Linked DNA regions of Drosophila melanogaster: all the other regions are linked to region 1. The links are chromatin contacts, called in public Hi-C maps. All regions are on one chromosome and are shown on one strand. The core of a region is the stretch at or near the end of the contact, and the rest is flanking DNA. Distances in the headings are between cores, read along the strand shown. Region 1 holds the start of lncRNA:CR43423 (long non-coding RNA:CR43423). Region 2 holds the start of lncRNA:CR45737 (long non-coding RNA:CR45737). Region 3 holds the start of CG16753.

Evidence for each region. A called contact is a pair of places that touch in the nucleus more often than the background predicts.
Region 2: a contact with region 1 is called in a Hi-C map of the Kc167 cell line, with 2.4 times the contacts expected there. A contact is called at or near these places in 3 of 107 Hi-C or Micro-C datasets (the Kc167 cell line, the ML-DmBG3-c2 cell line and the S2 cell line) and 2 of 7 datasets of targeted methods (both in the Kc167 cell line).
Region 3: a contact with region 1 is called in a Hi-C map of the Kc167 cell line, with 2.2 times the contacts expected there. A contact is called at or near these places in 4 of 107 Hi-C or Micro-C datasets (the Kc167 cell line, embryo and eye imaginal disc) and 1 of 7 datasets of targeted methods (the Kc167 cell line).

What each region holds. Positions count from the first base shown.
Region 1 is chr3L:637,235-639,845 of dm6, reverse strand. lncRNA:CR43423 (long non-coding RNA:CR43423) reads left to right here and starts at 1,278. Exons shown (of 2, transcript NR_048210.1): 1 at 1,278-1,715; 2 at 2,033-2,360. lncRNA:CR43334 (long non-coding RNA:CR43334) reads right to left here. Exons shown (of 1, transcript NR_048209.1): 1 at 1-2,611.
Region 2 is chr3L:3,392,805-3,395,415 of dm6, reverse strand. It overlaps lncRNA:CR45737 (long non-coding RNA:CR45737), which reads right to left and starts at 1,328. Exons shown (of 1, transcript NR_124771.1): 1 at 809-1,328.
Region 3 is chr3L:3,053,764-3,056,374 of dm6, reverse strand. It overlaps CG16753, which reads right to left and starts at 1,296. Exons shown (of 1, transcript NM_139507.3): 1 at 533-1,296. The coding sequence starts at 1,219. The coding sequence ends at 686. CG1271 reads right to left here. Exons shown (of 4, transcript NM_206259.2): 3 at 2,125-2,577; 4 at 1,469-2,058. The coding sequence ends at 1,684. It overlaps CG32486, which reads left to right. Exons shown (of 8, transcript NM_139508.3): 8 at 1-467.

The sequences.
Region 1 (2,611 bases), core at 29-2,528:
GTTTTTATATGTACGCCAATGTTCACACTTTTATATTTATGTGTTTCTCGTTTCGGTTTGTTGCGCGAAAAGCAAGAGCAGGCGAGAGCGGCACAACCATGCGGCTGCAGCTATGAAATTTTACTGAATGAATATTTCTTTTCTTTTGCGCCGATCTTTCATCTTGGCGTTGGAATTCGAAGTCGACAGAGGCAGCGACAGCGGCAGCGGCAGTGGCGTCGGCTGCACAGCGGCCGAGGCAGCGACTTCGTAAAAAGTTGTACCTTTCGAAAGTCGCTTAAGTGTGTGGCTGCGTGCGTGTGTGTGTGTGTGTCGGCTGGATCGCGTTCGTATGTGTGTCGGTGTGCTAGAAAGTTTCGATGCCGAACTATGTTTGAAGTCGCATGCATAAGAAACTTACAAAACGGCATTCCACAAACAAACCGACACTGCCCCTTCCAGTCGATCCCCTTCCAGACGCCTTCTTTTTCGAAGACTGCGAGAAGAGTATCCCTATCTGCATTTGTATCTGTGCTACTTTTGCATTTTGTCACATCAGTATACTGATATATCGGTGTGAAGCGCACTCTCCTCCTCGACAACGAAAATTTTTCAGCTCTTCTCGCGTTTTCCTATGTGTTGTAATCTACGGAACAATAAAAAATGTTGCGGGGCTTTCGTAAGTGTCTTTTTGGAATTTTCGTTTTTTTTTATTTTTTATTTTGTTTTTCTTTGTGTGTTTGTAGCTGGTGGCGTTCTGTTTTTTGTTTTTCGTAAACAACGCACACACACACACACACACACACTCTGTAAAATTCGTCATTGAACGGTAAAAAACAAAAATTCCAACGTGTTTGACTTTGTCTCTAGACAATCTCGCTCGTGTGTGTGTGGATTTTTTCAATTACAAGTTTGTAAATGGAATTTCTGAACTTTATGTGAACGAGGTCATTTACAACACACACACACATTTGTAAAGAAGGGCGCGGGGCTAAGGTTGCTCGGGGAATTTTTGTTACATTCGTCATGAACTTATTTATAGGAAATTCCATAGGCTTTACTGGTTATTTATGGCCGCAGATCGCTGGGGGGATCTACTGGATCCAAAAGCGGAGGAGTGTTGTATCGGTCGGCTGCATGCATATCAAATGCCAAATGGGACAATCCCCAACTGGCTCGAAAATATCACGAAAACGGAAATAAATTAGGCCCGATTGATCGTGGTTTTCAGTAGCTAGAAGTAATTTCTGTTTAGAACTAAATCTAGATATAGATCTTTATGGGAATGGAACTCGAATGGATTTTCTTCTTGAAGAGATCTTTAAATTTACTTGATTTAATCTAATAATATAAAATTCTATTCGGTTAAGCCTGTGCACCTTTCTGATTAGCAATTTCCCTGAAATACACCGGGCGCCAGGTGTATTTACGATGGCCCACAATCAAACCAATCAATCCAGCCAACTGTCCCCGTATCAATGCCATCCATTGACAAGCTTTCGTCGCTTTCGCGGCCCTCCAGTGGAGCAACTCAGGAATCAGTGGATGGACGATCGTCTGAGTGATAAGGTTTTCGGGGCGGCTACTTGACGCAAGAATTTCTGGAATTTCGAAAGTGTACACACACCTGTGTGGACCCCTCGGTAGACGCGGAATAAGGCCCGGAGCAACCAGACCCAAGCAGCCCAGTCACAAAGCACGCGCTCAATCTACGGCTTATCAACAGGCCAACGACGGTAGGCCCAACTATAAATGACATGTGATGCCATAGCCCTGTAGCCACAAACATACGCCAAGGGTACGAAAATACTCAAGTTTGAATCACATGGCACTGGCACTTACCGGGTGGAAAAGAGTCGGCCTCAGGCGGAAATTGAGTTCTGTTCCTCTTCTATCCGCTGAAAGAAAATTGAAAAAAAAAAAAAAACAAAGGGAAAACCAAGCAAGATTTCCCAATCGAAAGCTTCTTGGACTTTCGACCGACTGTTTGTACTATTTACAACACCAACGGAGCAACGTCAAGACCATAAAAATAATTAATACAACTTATCAGCAGGGCCGCGATATACCACCACTTGAGGAGCACACCTATGACGTGGAGGGACTGGCAGAGGCACTGGTACTGGCACTGGCATTACCGTTTTCCTTCCCATTCGCATACCCATTTCCATTTCCAGCCGGCTGCATGGTCAGCGATCGTACGGTAGATGCGATCCGATTCGATGGCAAAAGAATTCCCCCTTTCGGTGTAATTGCTTTTGGCCTGGTCGAAAGTCGGCCCGAACGGAACCGAACCGAACCGAAGCACACCACACCGAACCTAATGATAATACCCGCGATCTAATAGGAAGCACGTGATGCGCATACTGCCCACCGATCATTAAGAAGCAGCAATGCACTTGGAGAAACTAGAGGAATCGAATCATAAATCTTCTTACATACATATGTATATCAGCAGTTGTATCAAGTAACAGAGTGGGGTGGTTATGTTAACCATTGCATTTTGAACTTAAATAAATAATTCAATCCAAAAACAATAGTAAAACCCTATCAATTTGCACTATACCAGCGAACTTCCTTTATGTGCAACCGTACACGGGGCGGCGGAGTCTAATGAAATCGGAATCGAACT
Region 2 (2,611 bases), core at 79-2,578, 2.8 Mb before region 1:
CCTGATATGCTGGCTCCGGCTTCTCCTCCTCACTCTCCGTTCTGTTTCTTCTGTTTTGTGGCGATCAGGTTACCTGCTTGACGGGAGGGGGGAGCAAAGTGGTGGTGATCAGGGGGCGGGGAAAAGGCGTGGGGCGGGGCAGGGGCAGGTGGCTAGCGGAGGTTTTCGTTCGCTTCTGGGGCTGTTACCTTGCCGGTTGCATGGTTTTATCTGCGTTCGTTGCCTCTGTGTTTGTTGTTGTTGTTTGCATACCCTAGAAAAACCGGCAGAAAGGGTCATTGGGTATATACTTTTGACACGGTGTTTGTGCCAGATCAAAAAGCTCACACATTAAGTTTACTAGAAATTAAGAGAAGCTATTTGATGGAAAATGCATTTAACACAAAAAGGAATTTTAAAAATATGAAACATGAGTATTCTGATAGTCGTCCTTTCGTGCCACCATATTCTTTGGCCTTTTTCTTTAACTGTGCACGTTGTGCAGTTGTTTTTGCTTGTGTTGTTCCTCCACTGGGTTGTTGGTTGTTGTGTTTTTCTGCTCTTGCACTGCACACGCATTCGTCCTCCAACAAAAATCGAGGCAAAGTCGTAAACAGAACAACAACACCCCTTCAGCACCCACCGTACCGCCCCTTTCTTCAACACTTCCCCCCTTTCTACAGAGAGAGAAAATGAGATTTGTTTGGATATAAGTTTGCATAATCATAAAGTAGTCAATTTTTTTATTCAATAAAGGTTTTGTATTATCGATCTATTACGGTTTTACAAATATTGCACTAATCCTTCTGATCTAAAATAGATTTTTTTTCAGTGCACTTTCTGAAAGCACTCTTTGGTAATATAAAAGTTCTTCGCTTGCTTCGTCTCTGTTTTTTTTATCGTATTTCTTCTAACTCGCCGTCGTCGTTGTGCGTGTATGTTGTTGTTGTTTCTGTTGTTGTTTCTGTTGTTGTTGATATTGGTGTTGTTGCTATTGTTGGTGTAGTGTTTGTTGTGATTGTTGTTGGTGTGGTTGTCAATGTTGTTGGTGTTCTTTACTGTTGTTGTCGTTGTTGTTATTGGTGTAGTGCTTGCTGGTGTTGTTGTTGCTGCTTGTCTCGTTTATTGATCGTGTTGCTGCACATATATACACTCACACTGAGAACGCGGGACTAACCCACACAGTTGCAGTCACATACGCAATTCAATGAAGAAATGCTTCAAGTCAATGACCCGGAAATTGTGTCTAAAAAGCAAAACAACAACATCAACAACAACAACACCAACAACAGCAAAAGCCACAGCAACAGCAACATAGAACTTTTACCTAGACATCGGCGCATGCGACTGACGTTGCAAGTTGCAAGCTGACTGCGCCAGTCCAATGAACCGACTGCAATTCGCAGCCCGCAGCTTTTTGCAACAATTGCACGCAGAGCGACAACAGCAACAGCAACATCAGCATCAGCATCAGCAGCAACATCAGCAACAGCAGCAACATCAACAAGCAGCAAGCAGCGATGACAATCAACGCAATTAATGCTCATCCGGCCAGCAGAGTAGTGATGCTGCTTGGACTTCCTTCTCCATCCTGTTTAACTAACATATATCCACGGCCCTTGGAAATTGTGTGTGTGCACAGGTTTAAAACTCGTCTGTAATAAATGCAGCACCAGTTGATTGAATATATATTTGCAGAGGGGGCACAACGGCTTAGAAACAGAATATTAGTTGAGGTTGTTGGACTAGCGTGGTCAACATGTCTTTTGACCTCCCACATGGATCTGCAATCCGAAAGTCTATACAATTTAATTGTATTATTAATGCCTTCGATCAAATAGCAAAGATGGTAATATATTGCCTCATCTGATAGTGACATCGAAAGAACTCACCTAACTTATACCTAGAGGTACAAGGGTCAACCCAAGGAATCTCCCATCCGCGATCGACATCCACTGGCTATCCCCAACCATCCCCATTGGGCATTCTCAATTTATTGCATATCGAAAAAATTAAGCACAAAAGTTCAGTGCCATAGGCCAAGTCGTTGTCATCGTCATCGTTTCCACTTGTAATGAGAATTTATGTGCCGACAAGATGTGCATAAGTTTCCAAGGCGGGCAAATTGGGGAAGAGGGGAGCTCTATTGGATCGAAAGTGCCGGCAAACATGCAAACTGCAACTAGATTTGGGGGCAAGTGTGGCGACTTCTACGGCGATGGCCATTTGGAGCAGGGCAACTGAGGCGGGCACATTGAAAAGAAACAGAAACTAATGCAGCTGCAAAACTCTCATTTTTTAAAAACACAACCATTATTTTAAATATTGCATTCAAATAATGGCTTTGTAAGCTGATTAGAACAAGCTTTACCACTACCTTGATGTTTATTTTAAATAAGGGGGAGTGTCCCCCAAGTGTCAGTCGTAGTTCCTCTGATTTTCCCAAGGGTTCTAGAGCTATTCACCCGTAGCCAAACGATGCGTGCAACATTGAATCACTTGCCCACTGAAGGGGGTCAAAGTTGCAGCGAGTCTCACGACACAATTCGCATATGGAGCAGACCGAGGAGACTAAGGGCCCCCCCAAGATCGGAACCAGCTGAAGAACCAGAGATTCTTCCCCTTGAAGAAG
Region 3 (2,611 bases), core at 47-2,546, 2.4 Mb before region 1:
GCTGGTGGCGAAATGGATACGATACGATGGACAAGACGACTGATGTGTGTTTGACTAGCGTTTAATGATCTCACAGGAAGGAGCCAGCCCACGCTAACGCGATAATACCGATAATAACCATAAAATAGCCGTAGATTAACTGTCCGGACGCAAGGACCTCGAGTCCACGGCTCCGTTTTCACTGTAAGAAGAACAACACCAAGTTGAAATTCGAACCCTAAGCAGGCGCATATAGAACGCTCTATGATATAACGTAGCGATAGACTAACTACGATCACATAGCCCGGGCCGTAAAATGCAAAGATCCCCCCAAAAGTCCTCACGTTCGAATCTTGTCTAATCCTCGTTCTGTTGACCCTCTTACGATTTAATGCTTACAACTTACATTCGTACGTGTAATATTTATATGCATCGTTAAATGATAACTATACCTAATGCATATATAATAAAGATACTTCTTAATAAACAAAATCCACCTGTTTTCTTCTTGGGGGCAACTGAATTTTTTAGCTCTAAACATTGATCATAAATTGTTCTAGATATGCACAGTTTATTTTACAGTGCTCAATTAGTAACGTTTTTCATAGTTTTGGACTAACATACTTGCGTCATCGTATATTTCTTTACAATCCTTGTATTATTTATGTTTATACCTAAAAATAATTAATCTGCTGATTTGAGGCTTCTATTCGTAGTCGTCCTCTTCCATCGCCTGGTACTTGTTGCGCACATGGGCGGCGATGACTTCGCGGGGATTCTTCTTGAAGTTCTTGTCTTTGATGAGCTTTTCGAAGGACTTGACGGTGTTGACCATTTCAGTGCGTTTTTTCCGGATCTTCTCGTTGGCACTCAGTCGGACCTCTGGTTCTGTGAGGGCTGCCCCCTCGGAGACATCCTTTTGCTTGGTCTTCACCAGCTTGTAGATGTCCTGCAGCGAGGGTAGGGCATCCCGCAGTGGTTTTAGATCTCCGACAACTTTGGTCTTCTCGCGATTCTTGTGCTCCTCCTTGCGTTTCTTACGCGCTTCGGCGAATCTCTTGAGCAGCTTCTTGTGTTTCGCCTCGGATTTCTCCTTCTTGGTGGTCGTCTTCTTGGGCGTAAGGGTCTTGTGGAGCAGACGATCCTCGCGCAGCTTGGCCTTCATGTCCTGAGCCTTCTGCTTGGCCGCCCCCACCACGCTTTTCGCCTTGGCCCTTACATTTTTCTTCGTTTTTGCCATTCTACTGCGATTTGTGCACCAACAAAATCAAAATAAAAACAAACGTGCAGCGTGCTAAGCCCCAAAATCAGTGTCACCACACCCGGTATGGTTAGCGATGACAATAACAGTGCTTCGTTATCGGTTATCGGCGGCAAGCTGATTGTTGGTTAATATATTTGAAATTTATTATTCAGCTTCGAAGATTAGCACTTAAATATGTCATTTAAAATATATATATATTCCACAGCCCATAAAAACGTATGTAATATATAAATTCAGCATTTTATTTACCAACTACCTAGCCTTCTAAGTGACTAATGAATAACAAATAACAAAGACAGAGAATAAAAGTTTAACCTAATACCAGTCACTAAACCGGGCAATCGTCCGGCTCCATTTGTCCATCCGGTTGGCAATGGTTTCGTACTCCTTGGGACGCGGTTCAAAGACTCGCGCCACTTTCCGGAAACGTTTGAGATCGTTCACATCGCGCCAGATTCCGAGGTTGATGCCCGCCATGAACGTGGCTCCCATGATGCTGCTCTCCGCATTGTCCGCCCGCTCCACCCGCAGTCGGCTGAGATCCGCAAGGAATTGGCAGACGAAGTCATTGCGGGAGACGCCGCCATCAACCCTAAAATAGAAGAAAATAAGTGCAATGTAAAATTGGTTAAGATGGATAGACAGAAATACCTAATCATATGAAGCTTCTGAGAGGTCTCCTTCTCAGCGGCCTCGATCAGCTGCACCAGACGAAATACTATGCTCTCGAGCAGAGCCCGCACCATGTGGGCTTTGGTGGTGGACGGAGTGAGGCCAATAAAGCCACTTGCTGACCGATAATCGTTCACCGGGGGCTGTCAAAGATAAGATGGGGATTAGGTAATCTTGAACCAGTTGCAAAAGTGCTTTAAAAAACATACCCCCAGGCCACTGAAGGCCGGCATGAAGAACACATCGTTCGTATCTGGAACGGACTGTGCAATATCTGAGGTGTTCGCTGGACTATCGAAGAGCTCGCACGATTGCGCCCAAGTGACCACGGTGCCAAAGTCATGGGATGCTCCCTCAATGCAGTAGACAGCTCCCTGCTGCCTGGTTGGTTTCTTGAACTGCCAGGCCACCAATGGATACATGCCAGAGATGACAGCTTGGCAACGATCGCCTGTTACCAGATTAAGGAACGCACCAGTACCCATTGTGACCTTGACGTCGTTCTTCTGGAAACACTGCGAGCCCCAAATGGCTGCTGTTTGGTCACTTAAAGAGGCAGCAATGGGTATCTCTGTGTTGGCCCAATCCGGACCGAAGGCAGTAGGATGCACATGCCCAAAGCCCTTGTAGCCGTTGTCCACCACACGCGGCAAGATTTTTGACTGCAATGGAAGCAAATGAATGCAAATAGAGCCT